2 separate regions of the Mus musculus genome follow, and region 2 is linked to region 1. The links are chromatin contacts, called in public promoter capture Hi-C maps. All regions are on one chromosome and are shown on one strand. The core of a region is the stretch at or near the end of the contact, and the rest is flanking DNA. Distances in the headings are between cores, read along the strand shown. Region 1 holds the start of Rwdd1 (RWD domain containing 1). Region 2 holds the start of Rnf146 (ring finger protein 146).

Region 1 (2,700 bases), core at 137-2,636:
GGCGAATGCTCCACACTGTCTTCCAACCTGCCAAGTGATCTGTCTCCTTCAGAACTTTAAAGCAGCTGTTCCTAGAAGTCTATTCTGGTAACTAATCATCGGAATTCCTTTGAATAAACAAATATGCAGCTTATATCTGAAATGCTACCTCATCTCAGAAGTTTCCTTTTCTCCCCTTTAAAGTTTAAAAGAAGGCAAAAAGCAACCCTTAATCTATTTAAAACAAGAAACCATAATACTTTTGACATAATGCATTTCCTTTACTGTAAGTAAGGAATACTTGCTAATTAAACACAAAACAAAAAACTCTTTCTGTGTAACTGGAGCACTGTGGCTCACACCTACAATCTCAGCACCACTGAGGCCAGGGTAGGGGTAACACGAGTTCTGGCAATCCTGGCTAGTAAGCAAGATACAAGCAAGCAACAGCAACAATCACCACAAAGCCAAAGCCAAAAAAGCCCATCTATGGAACCTGCATAATACAAGTAAAGCCAGCTTTAATACACAAGGAAGGTAGAGAAATTTGGGGAAACATTTTTAGTATGTTTGGGGTATTCTTCCCGAGGTACATTTCCCCACATTTTGTTTAGGCTAGTACGTGTTCCTTTATTATAAACAAATATAAACCAAGTAACTATTTAGTGTTCATTAAAAAAGAAGACATATTTATCTGTTTTCTTAGTTTTGCCGTTACGGCATTTGACATTTTGGTTGTAGTGATAGACTTGAAGCTGTCAAATCTATCAGCAGAAGTAGAGCTAAATCAAAGGTATTATTTTCCGGTATCTTATTGTAGTTTTGGCAAAGTCAAATCTGTCACTAAGATCCGCCCCTTTATCTGTTCGCTGAAATAACAACTGAACAAGTCTTTAGGTCAATTTTTCCGCCTCACTTATTTCACAACTTTAAAGTGAGGTGCAAGAACCTCTGGTTCGACTTTCAGCCTTCCTCCCGGGTTCCTCCTGGGACAGACCTCTGGACGAACCCCGACCCCAAGTCCCAGCTCGGCTTCCAGGAGTCTGCACAGATCAGGCCATTGAAAGTTCCAAGAAGCCGGGCTGGCTGTCGCCCACAGGCTGCTCTGGGCGACAAACGTGGTTTAGGAACGCGGAAAAGCGGAAGCCCTTGGACCTCCGCGCCCCGCCCTCGGCGCCACTACCACGCCCTGCGCGAGACTCAGACCAGACACATCGAGCGCAGAATGGCGATGCCTCTCTGCCAGGCGTCTCCATCAGAAGCCAGCAAAGCCCAGCAGCGGGCAGTAGCTGTCCTTCCCGAACGCCGGGCGGGCTGCGGTCACCCCCCAGCCAATCCCGAGCCGTCGCAGACAGGCAGCGAATCGGCGGCCGGCATTCCAGGCGCGATGAGTCGAACTCCGACGCGGGGATCGGGCGGCCCGCGGAGCCGGGGCTGTTTCTCAGCAATCCGTGCCAGGCGTGGCTCCAGGCCTTTCCACTCCGACTCTGCGCGTGCGCCCGCCCGGCAGCCGGCGGCCGCGGTGTCCGCTGCAGCCCGCCGCCAGGGAGTCGCGCCGATGCACGGGCAACAACGCGGGCCACGATGACAGATTACGGCGAGGAACAACGCAACGAGTTGGAGGCTCTGGAGTCCATCTACCCCGACTCCTTCACAGGTGACTTTGGCGGCCTCCTGCTCCGGGGCGGAGGCCGGGGCCCCGCGGCCCTTCCTGCCGCTCTCCAGACAGTTTCCAGCACTCGCCTGCTTCCTTCCCCACTGTCCTGAAATCCGAAGGTCCGGGTGGCTCTGCGGAGGCCCTGGAATTGGTCCTGACCGCTTTGGTTTCGCGTAACCTCCGTCATCCGAGATTCACTGAAGCACGCGGGGGGTGGGGGGAACTAGCAGTGCGATGAGTTTCTCCAGAGCCGCTTAATGTCCCCCCTTTACCTCCTATTTTAAGCTCTGGTGAAGTAGCAGCTGTTTTCCCTGCTGAGAAGATTGGGATGCTGGCTTTTGAGAGCAGCACACTCGGGGATGTCTTATTCTCTCTATAAGAGTGATCAGGCATTCTGCAGAATGCCTGATGAACGATGTGGTCGCTGTGGTTCTTAGGTATCTTAGACGTCGTCGAGGTTCTGGAGGCCCAGGGAAGGCAAGTGGCTTGTGCTCTCCCTCCTCCAGCCAGAGGTCCTTAGTTCTTACATCCTGAAGACTTCGGTTAAGGATTCAGCCTCAGCTTAGATGTAGGAAGAGCTGATTGGGTCTAAGGGAAAGCATCCGTCAGGAAATTCATTAGTAGAATCTTTCCTTGTGAGTCTGTTTCCATGGAAAACCTATCTATGGGTCTTCTCAAATTAGGGAAGCACTCAAGGTAAAGTCAGTATGAACGTAGGCTGGGGATTGATGGGATTTACATTCCACAACCCTTCCTCCAAGTGTTGTCAAGTATTACTTAGTGTCTGAATTAAGAACCCAAGGCATATTACTTTAAATCCTAAACCATCCCTTTCATTGCTTAGCTTAGTTTTCTTTCTTGGCTTCACTTTTTGACCAACTTTTTGCAATGGAAGCAAATTTTGTTCTGCTTTGCCAACAGGCAGATGTCTCTCAGCTACTCCTGTGTAGCTCCAGTCGAGTTCATGTTCTCTCGCACCAGCAATACAGCTGTGTTGCGGATGTTAAGGGATGAGTGAAGAGGGGGTTGAGAGTGTCATTACCTGGGTGAGTGTATGTGTGGAG
Region 2 (2,700 bases), core at 36-2,535, 4.7 Mb after region 1:
AGTAGATGAGCCCTCTCAGAATATTGTATTGGTATTACTGCTATTGTTTCTTCAAACTTGAATCTTGAAGAACAGGTCAAAATTTTGCTATTACTTTGCTACTATTATATACATATATTGTATACCACTGGAATTAAAAATAAAATGACATGATAGGGAACTAAGCTAAGATGGCATGTTTCTCAATATCTGTACATTAATTAAAGTTATAAAAATAGTATTACTTAGAAGAAAATGTATTGAAATAGCTGATACCAAGAGACATTTACACACAGTGTACCTGTTTCCCTAAAGAAGCCACAATTGTGTGGAAGATCCTGTGGACTGAATGGCTGGCTAAACTTTCTAACAGTGGTCCAGGAGAATGCTGCATACAAGAACATATATTTGTGTCCCTCCTCCCCCATAGCCCATAGTTGCCACAGTAACCATTTGCTACAAATTCCTGTATCTTCTGGCCTAACATCTTTGTTACTGTTTGGTATGCACTGTTGAAACCTAGCTAGCCAGTAGCTTCCATCAACATTTTTAATCCCCCCAACCCCTTCCCTCAATGGTACTAGGGATTGAACCCAGATCCTCAAGTAAGGTGAATCAGCCTCCTACCGCTAGATCCCTTTGAAATTAAGAATATTTTAACATCTGAAGCCTATGAAATAGACCCACATGCTTGCTCACATCGACTCACCTATTCAATGTCTTATCCCTTTCAACGTACATTGATGTACAACCTTTTCTCTTCAGGCTATAAAAGTTCATATAATATTTCCTATAACAACTGAATGAATAACCCGAACCCATGCTCTGGATTTACAGCTATTAATGTTAAGCAGATGAGCTCTTCCTTTGGATCAGTGGCCTTGAAACCCTATAAATAGGTGCACAGTACATTTTTCAGTCCTGAATTCAAACAGTGGATGTAACCTCAAAATGCAACATTGTTGCAAGCACAATGCAAACAGTTACAGAATGCGGAAATACTTTCAAAGGTGAAAAGGTTCTCTGGTCCATTTTGTGCAACTTCAAGTAGAGAAAACTGTTCTGAAAAAGATCATGTGCCGGTTAAAATGAACAAGGACTAGATTTTGATGTGTAACACCATATGCTTGCCATAAAACTAACCCATGAAATTTATTCTAGATTCGCGGGACGATTTCTTCTTCTAGCTTCCTATGCTGTTAGGGTTTAAAAGACACCCCAGCACACCCCCTCTCCCATTACATATCTGGCCATTTGTGAGGTGAATAAATTGGAGCATCTCGGGGACCATCCAGTCCACGCCGTGACTTTTCTTGTGCCTTTTTTGTATAAGGAACAAGCGGTAGTCTCTCCAAGGGCACGGCCAAAGGAAACATAGGACTTGACCCAAGGCTGAGTTTTGGAAAGGCTCTTCTTCCTGGTACTGAAGGTCTAGCTTCCTCCCACAAGCCACCTAGATGGACCTCCACCAGTTCAGAACCAGGAGGCCACAAGATGCGCCACGCAGAGGGTGAGGGAGGACCGGAACAGGGACAAGGAGCAGCCCGGTCGCAGCAAGGGACAGAGAAGAGCAGCAGCCAGCGTGGGGACCGCCAGCCAGGGCCGCCGCGCGCGGGATCACGGTGAGGGGGCGTGGCTTCCGCCGGCGCGGCCCCGCCCCTTGAGCGCCGGGCGGTCACGTGACGGCCGCGCGCGTCCCCGTCCGCTGCGGGCTCCGAAGCGGAGGAGAAAAGACTGCGAGGTGGCTGCGGCGGCGGCCGAGAGGTGGGCTCCGGGCCGGACCGGTGAGGAGCGCGGGGGGCCGTGGGCTGCGGGCCTCGGCGGGGCACTGCGGCTTCGTTGGCTGCGAGGCGGCGCTCGGAGTCCGCGGCGGGCGGCGGCGGGTCGGGGGCCGGTAGGACGGGGACGCCCTTGGCCAGCGCGGCCCGGACGGGCGCGCGGAGGGAGGCCGAGCTGGCGCAGCCCGGACTGTGACGGGCGCGGCCCCGGCCATTACTGCGCAGGCAGGCCAGGCTGCGGGCAGCTCCAGCGGGCTCGACCGGGCCTCAGTCGGCCACGGGCTGCATGCTATCTTCCGCCTGCCCTGCCGCCGCCGCCGCCGCCGCGGCTGTGCCTCTGGGTCTTGCCCAGTGCCCGGAGTCGTCCCCTCCTCCTCGCGCTGGCGGAAGCCGCCGAGCGTTCTTGTTTTGATGGCTCCCCAAACCCGAAACCAGCCTGAGGTGTCGGGATACCAGTTGGGCCTCCCAAGCCGGGTGCATCTTGAGAGCTCCGGCAGTCGCTTTGTTCTGCTTGCTGGATGTGGAGTTTTCTCCTTAACCCTCCACCCCATCTGAGAGCGCACGGGATCCCCATTGTTGTCACTGTCTTATTTTCTGGACTTTTTTTTTTTTTTTTTTTTAAAGAGAAAGGGCTATGTGACATTGTTTTTGAGGATGTGGAAATGGAACCGTCCTCTATAATTAGGTAAGATGTTTCCCCACTGTAAGTTAGCACACGCATTCTGACAACTACATTTTATCTGTGTATGTGTGTGTGTGTGTGTGTGTGTTCTTTTGCAAACTAGATGTGCACCTGGAGCTTGGGCATTGAAAGGCACGTATTGTCATAGAAGTTGAATGCGTAGAACATAACAATAAATGATCTGTATCATTAGACTTTTAAAGAACATGGCATATTAAAGAACAAATTAAGAAAACGACCCACACATACTAGCAGAGCGTG

What was found. Promoter capture Hi-C pulls out the DNA fragments that hold promoters and counts their contacts.
Region 2: a promoter capture Hi-C map of pre-B cells shows a contact between it and region 1. The contact joins the promoter of Rnf146 here to the promoter of Rwdd1 in region 1. A contact is called at or near these places in 1 of 39 promoter capture datasets (pre-B cells) and 1 of 484 Hi-C or Micro-C datasets (CD4 T cells).

Annotation. Positions count from the first base shown.
Region 1 is chr10:34,018,302-34,021,001 of GRCm38.p6, reverse strand. Rwdd1 (RWD domain containing 1) reads left to right here and starts at 1,386. Exons shown (of 7, transcript NM_025614.3): 1 at 1,386-1,636. The coding sequence starts at 1,564.
Region 2 is chr10:29,361,027-29,363,726 of GRCm38.p6, reverse strand. Rnf146 (ring finger protein 146) reads left to right here and starts at 1,285. Exons shown (of 4, transcript NM_001110197.1): 1 at 1,285-1,763; 2 at 2,382-2,442. It overlaps Gm30698 (verprolin-like), which reads right to left and starts at 2,331. Exons shown (of 2, transcript XM_030245425.1): 1 at 2,058-2,331; 2 at 1,104-2,023. The coding sequence starts at 2,331. The coding sequence ends at 1,218.